Regions from separate parts of the Mus musculus genome. Here regions 1 and 2 are each linked to region 3. Evidence: chromatin contacts called from public ChIA-PET and promoter capture Hi-C data. All regions are on one chromosome and are shown on one strand. The core of a region is the stretch at or near the end of the contact, and the rest is flanking DNA. Distances in the headings are between cores, read along the strand shown.

Region 1 (4,947 bases), core at 1,693-4,192, 150 kb after region 3:
GGCACAGATTTAGACAAACTCATTGCTGCCTGCATATTAAGAGCTTAATAAATACAGATGGGAGGAATGCATGATTTATGACAGTGTTGCCTGTTTAGCTTGGTGATAATGCTCACAGATCCTAGGACTATGTTTCTTGTGGAGTAAAAATAAATAAACTCCTCTTTGTAAGTTAGAGAGTTGATGGGAAAAACCAAGGAACGCCTACAGACTTTTTTTTAAAAAAGGAATTTCCTGTGCTCAGATAGTTGAGTTCATTTGCAATGTCTCTTGTCCTGACTGACAATGCTGAAGGATAAGTGTATGATATCAAAAGCCTGAGCAGCTCCAGGGTTGCTACAGAGAGGAGAGGGGAATGGGTTGAAAGAAAATCCGCACCGTCCTGCTTCAGTGTCATCTCTCCTCTTTGTACAGGGTGGCTGAAGGCTACCTTAGGTCTCTATACTGTTTGCCTGGTAGGTTTGTTACTGTTTTCCTGGCCTGACCTGGTGATGCTGGTGAGCAGCCAAGTGTTCTGGAAGTCCACACTCTGGTTTTGCGAAGGAGGTCCTTGGTAAATAAATGGGGCTCTCACCCTGTAGAGTGCATTTCTTGCCGACCAGAATTGAAGCTTTGCCTGTGCTTTTGACCAGTGCTGGCTGCTTTCTATAAGGGCAGGGTCTGTGCACAGAGTCACACAAATGCACTTCTCAGTAGGAATTGTAGAATTCGGCTTGTAGAGGAAAGGACTGTCGAGTTGGCTAGACCTACGCTTGACCCCGCTCCCTACATGGGCTGATAACTAAAAGAAAAGAATGTCAAATGCTTAAGAAACAGTGGGCACCGACAGAAAGGTTGCCAGGGCTTTGTCGATAACCAGCTCTCCTTTTCTTCTTCTGCCCTTTTCCTCCTCGGGCTCAGCTAGCCACTAAATGAGTAAATTGCTAGCGGGAATGATCCTCACCAGGCTTGTGAAACCAGGGGCCTAGGTAGGCAGCAGATTGCCAGATGGAGTGTGGGTCTCTCCTGCCCCAGGACATGAGTTGCCTCAGCTTAGTAGCTGTGTGTTGGCCAAATGTGCTGGTTTTTCTCCATGTGTCAGTGTTGGGAGGGATTGCAAGGCAGAGTAGATCCCAACCCCAGAATTGAACTTGAGGTCACCAACATCCTCTAACAGAGGATGTAAATGGTAATTTTAGGTCCTGTATCTCTGTCCATTCTTAGTTATGAATTGGAATGAGTTTATTGAGCCACCTAGCCCAGGTGGTCTCCTCCAGACAGTAATCCTACTACTAAAGTGTTTGAACTTGCTTTTATACAACAGTGTGAAGAGCTTCCTTGTTCCAGCTGTCCATGTGAAAAGTGCATAGCCTGTATAAATATCATAGACCTTCACGGAGAGGCATTCCTGTCTCCCTCAGCCTAGGGACCTTTGCTTAGGCCACATGTCATGTCTGTCCATCTCTCTGTCTCCTGCCAGGTCTTTCCTCCTCTTCTTCCTCCTGTTCCTCCTTGTCCCCATGGAACACAATGCACACACGAACACTTAGGCTTACCCTACTAGGATCCATGATCCTGGAAGCCATCCCCTAATATCCAGTGAGTACCTTCCAATGGCCTCGCTGCTTCCATTTTGCACTGGCTGAACTGAACCTCATTGACTGCTCATTGAACTCTACGTTGGCTAGAGATCAGCACCTCTGAAATAAACAAAAGTATGTCTGGACATGGAATTCTCCATCTTCAAATTGCCACGTGGAAAGTGATAGTTTTTTCCTTAAATGTATACTTTCCTGACTCCTCAGTTCCAAAGGTGGCATCATCAAAACAAACAAACCAACCAACCAACCAACCAACCAACCACAACCCTCTGACAGCAGATAAACTTTGATTTCCCTTGAATTTCATTCATCTCTCTGCTTCTTGCAAACACAGGCCTGGTGTACCTTGGAGGTATGATCTGCAGCCTCCTCTGTTCGTTGTGTAGGATTCGTTGACTTATGGAGCATTTGAACACAAGCTCCCTGTGTTGCCCAGTAGGAACCCACTTGATCCTTTCCAAAGCCACTCTTGTGGAGCTTGTGATGTTCAATGAACACGTTAACAAGCTGTCACTGTGACTTTGTCACCAGGCAAATCTCAGAGCATCTCCAGGCTCATTTTGCCTAATTATTTATACATACAGATTTCAGTCCCTCTTACTGGGCTTAGTCAGACCTGTGCAGGTTATCAAGTATGGCAAGATATGTCATGAATGCTTTGCCATTAAAACTGGTCACTTCTGTCTTGGGGTCCCGCTAATCTTAAAGTGAATAGCAGAAAATTTTATTTATTTATTTTTTAAGCTTTGGAAGTTACAAAATTTGTTCCTTGAAACAACTTACCTTTGAATGTTTGCCAGTGTGAACCTAACACCTAGCCCTGTCAGTTTAAAATGTGTGTGCCTGTATTTGAACAGAGAATGTAAATTTAATCCTAGTAGGTGCCTATTCTGAAAACCATCTTCTCTCCAGTGTAAATGTGCACTTATCAGAACAGAACAAATGTATTCAAAAACAGGAGAGTAAATGGCCTTTTTGATTCAGATTGCCTCTACACTCTCCCCCTCCCCTCCCCCATCATAGTGAAAGCTTTATTATCAATCCCTTCATTTTCTTCCAGCTTTAGATTTGGAGGGCAGAACAGGAAAACATTTGGGGGCCAGTTGTTTTGAATCAAAACAAATCAAGAACTGGCAAAAAACAGTCGTTTCCTGGCTCTCTGCTGATCTGATTGGTGTCATTTCCCCAGCTCAGGAGAGCTGTGTTTGCTCATCTTTCGTTTGCTTCTGCAGATTGGTGTTAGTGGGTGATGTAAAAACCCTCTAACGTATTAAATGGCAGTGAGGTAACACAGAACTGGAGCCCCTGACTGCCTGGCCTTGTTTTAGGGATTTCCCCTTCACATACATCTCTGCTTGACAAGGACAGACAGGGTGTTTTTCGGTGGCTTCCTAGGCTGGCATAGGAAGTGTCTGGTGGCCCACTTCCTGTGTCACATTGTTCACACATTTGACAAAACCCAGAAAAAAAAGGCAGCGGCAAGGGAAGTTAGGCTTCACTTTGCCATGAAGGCATAATTACATAAGAGTGGCATCTAAAAGTGCCAGACATGGTCTTGGAGCAACCACAATTCTGATCAGTGGGCTGAATTTCTGAGAATACCACTACCCGTGGCTTTGAAGTCCCTAACTCTGTCTAACCACTCAGTTTGCAAGATTGGAACAAGAAAAGTGGTGAGTTTGCAAACCTTAGTCACAGGACAATATTTGGGACAGTGTGCCTGGGATCTCTCAGAGGCACAGGCACATTCCTTCATTCCCCACCCCAACATGGAGCCGTTTTATGGAGCTACATCTTGCCTCAGCTTCTCTCAGCTTCTGAGTGGGTACAGTTCCAGATGTGTGCCCCCATGCCCTGCTCTGTGTCTTCTGACATGAAGGTCATCAGACAGAGTCTCTGGTTGGGGCATAAAGGCCTGGGTGCATACTGCTAACTTGAAGCCTTGCTTCTTAAAGAGTCCTGGACATTCTGCATGTGTCCTTTTTCTCTGTAAGATAGGAGAGTAGGGCACAGCAGCTGCTACCTAAAGACCATGTGTGGAACCAAATAACTCAGTACACACCTGTAAGGTCTGTACTGATGAGTTTGAAGCTCAAAGGTCTTTACAGTTCAAGATCATGTATCTAAGAGGATACAAAACAAACTTCAGGGCTAGGAAAATAGCTCAGTGGGAGGATGTTTGTCTAGCATGCCTGAGACCCTGGGTTCAATCCCCAGTACTAGAAAATTAACTAACTAATAAAATAAAAAATTTTTAAAAATCCACAAAAGTAAAGAACACAAACTCAACCCAATGAATACAAAAACCAAACACATGAACACACATGAAGTCACATTATGGAATCCCTTCCTCACTTTGTTTTTTTAGATGACATTTACTGTTATTTATAAATTTGATATAAAAATAATAATAACATTCCTTTACAATAAATCATGGTTAGTAGTATCTCATAAAAAGCCTTCTGTGCTATGTTCATGCACACAGAGCAAGCACAATTGAGGCTTGAAAAGGCTCGTGACCCTCTTGGAAAGGTGGATCTGGGATTGAAACATGTCTGCTGTTGGGCTGTAGCTCCTTAGCCAGTGAGACTTACAGAGATGGTTAACAGTTGTTGGCTGAGATCATACGAGGGGTGGGTACCTAGCACAGGTTTAGGGCACAGGCAAGCAGCACAGCAGACAGCTTATGGATGAAACAGTCCAGTGGAGTGGGCCTTTAGGTTTCTCCCTTTTCAGTAAGATTGTCACACCCTATGTTAGGTGACCACCAGCCATGGTTGAAATCACTTCCCCTGGGCAGGGCAGTATGTATGCTCTGTGCACTGCTGGGTGTTAGTATTCTTGTTTAGACCCTGAGCATTTACACAGGCTGTAGATTACCGATGAAATGCTTCTGTTTAGCTAGGACAGCCAGATGAAGTCTGTTGCAGTTGTTCGGTTCTTAACTGTCTGCTGATTTTTGGCCTAATGGAAACATGGCCGAAGTCAAGCATTCTTTCCAGTTGACAGATACAGTGTATTTGCCCAGCAGGGAAATTGGGGCACATTTGAAGCAAGGAAGATGCTGAGCAAATGGGAGTGACAGGAAACAAGGTGAGAAGTCTGGTGTGGGCAGGACCTTGCAGGTTGCCACCCAAGGAGGCAAGGAGGCAAGTATAGAACAGCGTCTTTCTCCTGTGGGGATGCAACCTGTGAGTGTGAGCCCTTCACTGAAGGCCGTGGGTTTAGAGGGCAGTTATTCTCTTTGTGCCTGCTCTTTCTCTGGATGTAATTAAGGAGACTTTAGAGAAGGAATCTTGTGCTAAAGCCCAGATAAGAGCCTGAACTTATCTACCTCCCCAAATCCCTAAAGCCAAGTTGGATTTTA
Region 2 (4,703 bases), core at 376-2,875, 200 kb after region 3:
AGATTCACTCTCATGGAATAATGTCTGAGCTCCAGGAGGTAGCAAGCTTATCATCTCCTTAACCCCCTCCCCCTGCCCTGAGCTCTTTAACCATTCCTGACCCACTCCAAATTGGGTGTTTTCCCTCCCCATGGACCCTTTGATCCTGATGGACTACCATTAGCCTAGAAATGCCCATCTTCCAGTGTTTGTAGCTCTTGCTCCGTCATCAGTGCTTAGCAAAGAGTCCTGGAAATCTTCGAGATACACATCCCTGTTCTCATCTTCCTCACCAATGCCTTCTGTAGCCACCCATGCCTTATCTTCCCTGCCCCCCCCCCCCCGCTTCCATATGAACATCTGACAACTTCACAGTGTTTTCACTGGACCACGATCTTCTTAAGACGGACCTAACATGTGGATGGCACACACGCACTCACACACTCATCCAAGAACAGAGATGCACTAGTCTGTATTTCCTTTTCCTCATCACAGGGCACTCTGGAACTTCAGCCACCCCAAGTATTAGCTTTCTGATTTTTTTTCATAAGAGATGTGACTCAAATCTGGGTATAAACAGAGAAGAATCATTACTTAGAAGGGACGGGGCTGGCAGAAAAAGAGCAGCTGTGATGTTCACCCAGTTCATAAGTAAATACTCGAGACAAACTATCACCTCAGGCAGCCTGGAATTGTGTGAGTCTGAAGATTAGAGGCTCATTGCTGGCTTCTTGCCTGTCCACTGTGGCTAGCGAAAAAGCAGGATCATTTGGCCAACGTGCTTGTGAGAGAGGATCTGTGGGAACCCTGGGAAGACAGCAAGCCACAGCAGCGGCTTCCTTCCTTGTACAGCTTCTGATGAGGAGAAAGCTTTTAAACTACACACTGCTGCTGTGTGGGGAGCTGCGGCTTCTGCTTTCATTTTCTTTTAACGGGTCTGCTCCTCGTTTGTCTCTTGGCTGTCTTTGCAAAACTGTTTTTTTGTTTTTTTCATTGTTGGTAGTTTTTAAAAAATGTTTATTCCATTCCTTCTGATATAATTTGCCATAATAACCTGCAATTGCATACTACTTTCCTGATTATACTGCATGTACATAATTTCATTTGAGCTTCACAGCTTTGAGACTGACAGAAGCTAAGAGATGTGCATGGGGGTCTCGCAGGAGAGCCACACTCCAGATTCTTCAGCCCAGGTCTCCTCATTGACAGCTGCCTGTGTTTCTGATAATCTGCTGGCTCCCTTCAGCTGAAGTGATTACAGCTATCTTTTGCAGAAATGCTCATAAGGTGCTGTACTTTAATTAAAATGTATCGTTTGGAAGCCGGGCGTGGTGGTGCACACCTTTAATCCCAGTACTCGGGAGACAGAGGCAGGCGGATTTCTGAGTTCAAGGCCAGCCTGGTCTACAAAGTGAGTTCCAGGACAGCCAGGGCTACACAGAGAAACCCTGTCTAGGGAGAAAAGAAATTAAAAAGAAAAAGAAAAGAATGTATCATTTGGTCAGGTCAGTAGAAGGATCAACCCCTTTGGATGAACCAGGAAACTAAGCCCAGACAAATTAGTATTTCCCAAGATTGCCCAGTTTGTGGATGGTAAGCATAGACTGTGAACCCAGGTTTGGCTGCTTGACCACTGAGCTCTTGTTTACTAAGTTTTTAGCTACCAGTTCCCTGCTGCACAAAATGTACTGGGCATTACAATGGACTCACATAGAATCCAAGGCTCTTTCCCAAGAGTTCTGGATTCAGCAGGCCTGGGTGATCCTGAGATCTGTGCAGTTCCCTGGTACCACAGGTGATACAAGTGGCAGGGACAACACTTGGTGGAATGGTATGAACCACTCTGTCTCCCTTGCCTAGTCACACTGACTCACTATTAGTGAGTCATCTTATGTGGTGAGGGAAGACTTCAAATAACATTCCATAGCATATCTGAAATGGGGTTATATTCTGTACCTTATTCAGTACAACTCTAGGAAGAAAACTATTATACCTATTGCATGGTACTGGCTTCCAGGTTAAAGTCAGGGTCATGTCGTTTTTATTGCACATTTTCTGTGGAGCCACTTAGAAAGGCTCTTCTATCTCCTGCATCATTACCTCTGGAGTGTGGACTGTAATGCCACAAAGGGGAGACAACTGGTTTACCAGCTGAAGCTGCAAATTCTCTGAAAGCAGTTGATACCTCTCCTGTCTCACTGTGTGTGTGTGTGTGTGTGTGTGTGTGTGTGTGTTTTAAGTTGTATGTGATTATAGCATGTCTTACATCTCCTGACTTAATAAGATGAACTGGTCTACTTTAGAAGATTGTCTCCCCACTTGACCTATAAAGTCTGTCTCCCCCACCTCTAACCAATGGTAGCGACTACTCCGTTCTCCGGCCCCGTCGTTATATGCTGTCACAAGTGTTATGAAAATGGAGCAATGTAGTGTGTACCCTTTAGAGGGTGGCTTTGGACTCGGCATTAGCATCCTCGAGGTCCTTGTGTACTTAAGTAGTTTGATCCGTGTTCTTTTACTTCATTATGTTTTATTCATCTGAGAAGTGATCTAGGCTATGTGTATACCACAATCTTGCCTCATTCATACTTGGAAGGGTATCCAGTGTATACATTTGTGGACAGTTCTCCTATGTAAAAATGCCTTCATTTCTCTGGGATAAATGCCTAAGTACAGTGCTGGGTCATATGAAAAGTCCATTTTTAGTTTGAGAAGGAACTGCCAGATTGTCCCCAAAACAGCCTTACCATTTTCCTCTCATTGTAGCCCCCAAGGAAGAGCTCTTGTTTTTCTTGTTTTCCATGTTTCTATCTGTGCTTGTTCTCATGTGTCCTCTTAGATCATACACTGTCCTGCAGGGAGCAAGTGGCACCTCCTTGTGTTTTGGGTTGATTTCCGTTCCTTCAATGACTAACGATACTCAGTATCTTCCTGTGTTCTTCTTGGTGCTTTATTCATTTTCTTTGGGAAAAATATCAGTTCAAATTGTTAGCCCATGTTTACATTGGATTCTCTTATTGTTGTATCAGAAGTGTTTTTTCCATAGTCTAGACCAGTGTTTCTCAACCTGTGGGCCTCAAACCCTTCGGAGGTCACATATAATATACTTGCATTATAATTTACAACAGTAGCAAAATTACAGTTATGAAGTAGCAATGAAATAACTTTATGTTTAGGGTCACCACAACATAAGGAACTATATTAAAGGGTCACAGACTTCGGAAAGTAGAGGGCCATGGTTTTAGACAAAGTTTCTTAGGAGATGGATGATTTGAAAGTATTTCTGCTTCAGGAGATTGTCTTTTTCCCTTCCAGGAAGGAGCTTCTAGAGTTGAGTTCTCATAGGCAGAGATAGAAACCTGTATAATGAGACAAGCCATGACATAGATGCCAGTCACCGAAGGCTGGGGAGATTTTCTCAGACCTTGTACGCGCGCACACACACACACACACACACACACACACACACACCATCCCTCTGTCTTATGCATTTGGCACTACTCAAGAAAGTTTAAATCAAACTGTTGGGTTTTTTTTTTTTTTTCATTAATAAAGTGTTGGTTTGGGGAGAGAATTCCACAGGGTCTGGCTATGTCACACTGGAGTGATGATTCTAGTTTTCTCTGGTGATGGGGATGACTTTAAGAGATTTTACAGCCTTTTTTGTTTGTTTGTTTGTTTGTTTGTTTGTTTGTTTCTTCAAGAAAGGGTTTCTCTGTTTCGTTTTGGTTGTCCTGGAACTAGTTCTATAGACCAGCTGGCTTTGAACTCATGGAGATCAGCCTGCCTCTGCCTCACTGCTGGGATTAAAGGCATATGCCTTCACTGTCCCGCTTGAGATTTTAAATCTTATCAATTAGGTTCAATCTTGGGCAGATAAAGCAACTGCCTTTGGATAGTGTCTGTCTGAATGTGACAGTATCATCAGAAGTGTTTTTTTTTTAAGGACACATGAATATATGCTCAGGTTCAGTGAAGCAAGAGAGCATCACAGGAGACCGAGTTAAAGAATTCCAAAGCAGGAAATGCCCCAAGTGAAGCCAGTAACTGGCCCAACTAAGGTCATCATCATCCGTTCTCTTGAAACAACTCAGTATTTCATGAATTCCTCAACCATAGAATCTAAAAGAGAAAAAGGTTCATGGGCTGAGCGTGCTTAAAAGTTGCAATGGAAAATATTTCTTTCAGTTACCTTTCTATGAATAGACACCATAAGGACTTGCCTACAGTTTTATAGGGCGAACTCATGACCATCATGGCATTGAATATGGCAGCAGGCAGACAAAGATTGCACAGTAGCTGAGAGCTTGCATCTGATCCACAAGGAGCAATTAGGGGATGGTGGAATGAAACTGGGCCTGTTGTGAGACATTTGACATTCAAGCCTACCCCTTGTGACATACATCCTGCAACAAGACCACACCTCCTAAATCTCCCCAAATCAGTTCTACCAACTAAGGGCCACACATTCATATATATGAGCCTATGGAGGAGCATTCTCGTTTAAACCACACAATATTGTTGTAAGTTATGTGTGTATATATATATATATTCTGTACAGCTGTCTTTATCTTTGTGACTATATTTGGCAGACATTGGAGCAATTGTGAATGTATACATGCATGCTCCTCCTAGAAAGATTGTGAAAATCTTGGTGGAATGGTCTCAAAAGACATTTTTTTTTAAACCTAAAACCAACAGCACAAAGAATAGCGGGAACGTAG
Region 3 (4,833 bases), core at 869-3,368:
GTCCTCCATCAAGTTGCCCACCATGACGTGTGACACACACACACACAGCACCACCACCACCACTAAACTCCCCCCACCCCAATCCATTAGGTAAATAGGGAGGTATTTAGGTAAAGGAGGTAAGGTATTTAGGTAAGGAGGGAGATGCACTTGAACCAAAGCAGCCAGTGATACCTGTACCCCAGAATGGAAACCAAGCTTGGTTGCAGTGGATGATGTCACACATCCCACTAGATAACTAAGCTTGATTGATTGCAATGGATGATGGTCACATATCACACTAGATCGTATTCTATTCCTTCTGCAGGATGAATCCAATGGAGACTGTAAGATTTAGCTCCTGAAACACTGACGATGAAACTTTGCATTTTTTAATAATTTGTTTATTTACTGCATGTGTGTAGTATATGCACAGTATGTGGGCACCAGGGCTTGTTCCCATGCCACCTCTGCATGTGCACGAGGAGGCCAGAGGTCCACACTGAGTGTCCTCCTCTGTCATCCTTCTTAGTGTTTGGAGACAAGGTCTTTACTGAACCTGAAACCCTCCACTTAGGCAAGAACCAGCTTTCTGTGAGTCCTGAAATTATGTACTTCCGCTTGCTAGTCTCCCCATCCTGCCGCCCCCCCCCCCCCATCGGACCCGTCACCACCGCCTGCTTTTCCGCGGGTGCTGGAGAGTTGGTCCTCATGCCTGTACAACAAGCGCTCTACCCTGCAGGCCCCGTGTTTACTTCTAAAGTAGCCCAGTTTGGGTTTTGTGGCCTTTGAGGTCGCGGAGCTCTGTGTTAAGGGCTTCTGACTTTCCTTCAAGGACCTTTTGGGATTGTGTCATGTTTATTTCAGGGTTATGTGTGTCTGCCCTGAGCCATGCTAGCGGGGAACGGATAAATCTAAGCCGCAGTCTGAAGCATAACCGTGTGTTCTTGTTCTCTCCTCCCCATAAACGATGTAAAACTACATTAATAAAACCCAAAACCACCAAGAAAGGTAGAACATTTGCCGCCTGCTGTGCAAGTATCAACTCGGCTTTCAAAAGCTTACTTGTTCCCTATAAGTAAGGAGCAATCTGAGTTCTTAGTAACACGGTTTAGTGTACGGGGCTACATGGCCTGTCCTTCCTGTTGCTTCTTTAGGACGGTCCACCAGCCTTTCGGAAGGCTGGCGTGTGAGTAGCGGATATTGCACACATTCTGAAGGTAGGAGGCCTGGAATGAGTTAGGGCTAGCTTCCTTTATTTATCCTTCCTTCACTGGGCTTAGCCTGGTCTCTGCAGCCCCCCAGCCTGCATGCTGAAGATTCCCTTGCGCATCACTGGGAAATCTGTCGTTGATTAGATTATTGGATCTTCATTTTCTTCATCAGGATGGTTTCAAGACTTAAACCAAGTACAGCAAGATTCAAAACGGCAACCTCCGCCACACAGACCCAGGACCCTCCAGTTGAGGGAATGTGCTTTCGAGAGACGAAATGCCCCTCAAGGAGTGTAGGGTAATTGAAAACCCACCCTTTGAGCTGTGGTTTATTGTGGAAGGGAGGAATGAATGGCACCAGCGTCCACACCTACTAAATACTTATTAGAACCCCGGCAGCCAGCCTTCTTGAGCTCGAGGTCCTCTGGAGCTACAGTTTCATCCATTTCCAGTTGGCCCTGTGCTGTGACCCTCGGCCATTTTTTTTTCCTTCCATTTAACACAGTTATAAAGGGATTTATGTGCTTTCTTTCCATTAGAACTTAGCAAGGCTGCTGTCATGAATATTTAATGGCCAGGACAGTTTGTTTTCTTTTGCTTTCTTTCCCAGCCTCGCAGCCGTGGGTCCCCCTCCCCCTTCCTTTTGGAGCAATGTAAATATCTTGGCCCCTCACCCTCTGGAGGGATCCCTGAACAACGCTGGGCTTACTGAGTTCCGAAGGAGTCTGGAGGGAATCTCGCCTGCCCCCTACCCCCACCCCTGCTCATGCCCCCTCCTCCCGCTCTCCCAGGACTCCCCAGCAGCTGGACGGTGGGTGGGTGGGTGCAGTGCACGCTTTGAGGTCCGCTGCGAGGTCTGGCACCGGGCTCAGCCTCTCTCGGTCGCTGAGTGCTCCTCCCAGTTGTGCTCTGCCTCCAACTCCTCAGCCGCTCAATTCCTTTGAACTTCACAGCAGCACAAAGGCCTCCCCGAGACTTAGCTGGGGCTCCCTCGGATGCATTCCTGACACTTCATGGGTCGCTGCCTCCTTTCTCTTTGTAACAGGGAAGAGGGCGAATGTCTGCGACAGAAAATGACTTTTGAAGACGCTCAAAGATTTACCGTGTCTGGAGCAACCCCTGAACTTTTGTGATTATCGTAGAGAGACGCACTTTCGCTATTGGTAGATTACGCCCCAACCTTCTTCCCCCGAGTCCCTCATCCTAGCTTTTATTTAAGGAATTTCTCCCTCTCATGCTGAGACCTTCTCTCAGTGCCCAACCCCCATTCTGAATTTCTTTTTATTCCTGTGTGCTTTGTCTACCCTTGTGTGGGAAAAGGTGAGGCTGGGAGAGGGGGCTCAAGGAGGAGAGCTCAAGGGTTAGCGGAGAAGAAAGGGTCCAGCTTAGAACCTTGTCTGCTGCCAAAGAATCATACATGCCTGGGCTTGCCCACCTCAGAAGTCTTTCAAAGATTAAACATGGAAAGACTCATGTTTGATACCGCTCTTGGATATAGTAATTGCTTAATAAACGTTAGCCATACATTATACAGTTTTTAAGCCATTTTTTTCTGAAATTCTTCAGTCTGATCCAATTTTATTTATTTCGCTTGTGCATTACTTATGACCGCACATGTTCCCGTGCACAAGTGCATGTGCTAACGTGGAAGCCCTTGGTCAAAACTGGGCCTCTGAAATTGCTGTTGACTGTACTGCTTGAGAGTCAACAACTCCAGTTGAACCTGGAGTCAACGGATTCTGCCCAGTTGGTTGTTGATATTCTGCTCTTTTCTCCTCTCTAGCTCTGGGATTACAGGAGGTTTTAATAAGTAGGTGCTGGGCCTACAAATTGAGGTGGTCATGCTTGGACAGCCGGCACGATGCTATGCTTTGTTTTGTTGAACCAAGTCCTCTTTCTCCTTGGTGCAGTTTTCACTGACAGCCGTCCCTCCTGCTCTCTCTTCCCGACTCAGAAGGGTGGACTAGGCCTAACCCGTCTCCTGTCTTGTCATTGTAGCTTCTAAGCTAGCGCTTCACTTCACTGTCTTCTTGGTGAAACGGAAATGTTTTAAATTGGGTAGCAGAAGCAGACATGTGTGGAAGTCCTGTTTGTTTGTTTTGGAAAGGCCAAGTATATGTGTATGTATGTGTTTTTACAGAGAAACGTTACAAACATTTTGCAAGTTGAGAAACAAATTCTGTAGGCACCTCCTGTGTTATTCTGACCATAGGTTCTTGTAGGGCTTGTGTTTACCTTCATATAAGGGTACAGTGGAAAAACCCTACTGGGTGAGGTAAGCCACTAGCCTTAGGTACAGGAAGGGCCATTGAAAGCACAGAATGGGAGCACAGGTGAGATCTTGTCAGGGAGGCGTCGTTCAGGGTGAACACTGAGGAAAGCATTTCTGGTTACGTTTCCCTGAATTCCTCTGTGTGTGTGTGTGTGTGTGTGTGTGTGTGTGTGTGTGAGCACACGTGCATAAGGACGTTGTAAGTTAGCTTCCGATTTTGTTCCTAAGAAACCATTTACCTTGGTCATTGTTTTTTAGTTTTTCAAGACGGGAGTTTTTCTGTGTAGCCCTTCTCTTGGAACTCTGAAGACCAACTGGTTTGGCCTCACACTCCGAAATCTGCCTGTCTCTGCCTCCTGAGAGCCTCCGCCACTAGGTTCCTTTTGCTTTTTGAGGCAGTATGACTAGATCCTAGTGAGCCCCAGGGATCTCCTGTCTCTGCCTCTCCAGTACAAGGTTCTAAGTGCGGGGCGCCATACCTGGCTTGACATGGGTGTGGATGTTCTATGCTGTGGATGGAGCAGGCTGAGTTAACCCTCTAGCTCTTTGTAAGTGCTCCCTTATCTTTGATGCTCTCCTACCTCATTTAAGTCTCCCTAAGAGACCTAAAATTCAATTAGCTAGCTGATGTGTATGTAAACTTACGTCACAGTCCATGGCATACTTAAATCAACTAGAATCTCTTCATTAATTTCTACAAGGATTATTGTATGAATTGGTTCTTTGGCCTATTGGGTGGAATATTTACATATGTATATTTAAAAATCCTGAATAGAGTTTCTCCCAAGTTCTTAGCTGGATGGGATAACCATTGGATTCTGCCCTGAAACATAGTACCACGCACATAAGACTTCAGCCTAATTTGGTAAGCTTGTCCTTAGCCTTTCTGGTTTGTCGACAAGAGTAGTAGGTCAGAGACCTCCGATTCACCCTTTTAGACCTACCTGCCTTGAGCTAGGGTTGATTCATTAGCAGGTCTCTTTGAGTAAGAGTTTCCAGCAGCACTGTCTTCCTGTCTCTCTCTTATACCAGGAAGCTGTCTGGAAAGATTTTGCTCAGTGCCTCCCGCACACCCTGCCACACCTGCAAACAGATGTTGAACTGATTAGGCTGGGTGCACAGAAAAAAAAAAAATGTTCAGCTACCTCCATCTATAGAACAAACCGGTCTCCATATTGCTTTTGATCTCTTCCTGTTATGTTTTCTTCAAGTAACGTTTGCACTGCAAATGTTAATTGTGGTAAGCCAACAAGTCCTGAGAGTTTAGTCACCCACGGCAGGGGTCTAGGAAGGGAGAGTAAGAGAAAGGGCCTCTTTTTATGGGAGGTGAGAGTCTTGTTGGGTCAGATAATTAGGTAACAGTGTAAA

The links. ChIA-PET counts read pairs in DNA pulled down with a chosen protein or histone mark. Capture Hi-C pulls out chosen DNA fragments and counts their contacts.
Region 1: an RNA polymerase II ChIA-PET map of memory CD8 T cells shows a contact between it and region 3, with 6 read pairs. The contact joins two enhancer-like sites. A contact is called at or near these places in 1 of 15 datasets of contacts at CTCF or cohesin (the NIH/3T3 cell line), 2 of 484 Hi-C or Micro-C datasets (cerebral cortex and nephron progenitors) and 6 of 115 datasets of contacts at active chromatin or transcription factors (bone marrow-derived macrophages, embryonic stem cells, epiblast stem cells and 3 more).
Region 2: a contact with region 3 is called in a promoter capture Hi-C map of adipose tissue. The contact joins two enhancer-like sites. A contact is called at or near these places in 1 of 15 datasets of contacts at CTCF or cohesin (the NIH/3T3 cell line), 2 of 484 Hi-C or Micro-C datasets (Th1 cells and nephron progenitors), 6 of 115 datasets of contacts at active chromatin or transcription factors (bone marrow-derived macrophages, embryonic basal ganglia, memory CD8 T cells and 3 more) and 2 of 9 other capture datasets (adipose tissue and liver).

The regions. Positions count from the first base shown.
Region 1 is chr15:53,155,461-53,160,407 of GRCm38.p6, reverse strand. All of the region lies in intron 1 of Ext1 (exostosin glycosyltransferase 1), which reads left to right. Among named protein-coding and RNA genes, the nearest start is that of Ext1, 190 kb to the left of the region's middle. Within about 2 kb of position 2,942, at least 70 of the 459 cell types and tissues checked have an H3K27ac peak or open chromatin away from gene starts, as enhancers often do. A contact at or near this core is called in memory CD8 T cells, where this site is marked.
Region 2 is chr15:53,110,068-53,114,770 of GRCm38.p6, reverse strand. The region is part of intron 1 of Ext1 (exostosin glycosyltransferase 1); the gene reads left to right. Among named protein-coding and RNA genes, the nearest start is that of Gm41323, 180 kb to the right of the region's middle. Within about 2 kb of position 1,625, at least 126 of the 459 cell types and tissues checked have an H3K27ac peak or open chromatin away from gene starts, as enhancers often do. A contact at or near this core is called in Th1 cells, adipose tissue and memory CD8 T cells, where this site is marked.
Region 3 is chr15:53,308,441-53,313,273 of GRCm38.p6, reverse strand. All of the region lies in intron 1 of Ext1 (exostosin glycosyltransferase 1), which reads left to right. Among named protein-coding and RNA genes, the nearest start is that of Ext1, 35 kb to the left of the region's middle. Within about 2 kb of position 2,118, at least 183 of the 459 cell types and tissues checked have an H3K27ac peak or open chromatin away from gene starts, as enhancers often do. A contact at or near this core is called in Th1 cells, adipose tissue and memory CD8 T cells, where this site is marked.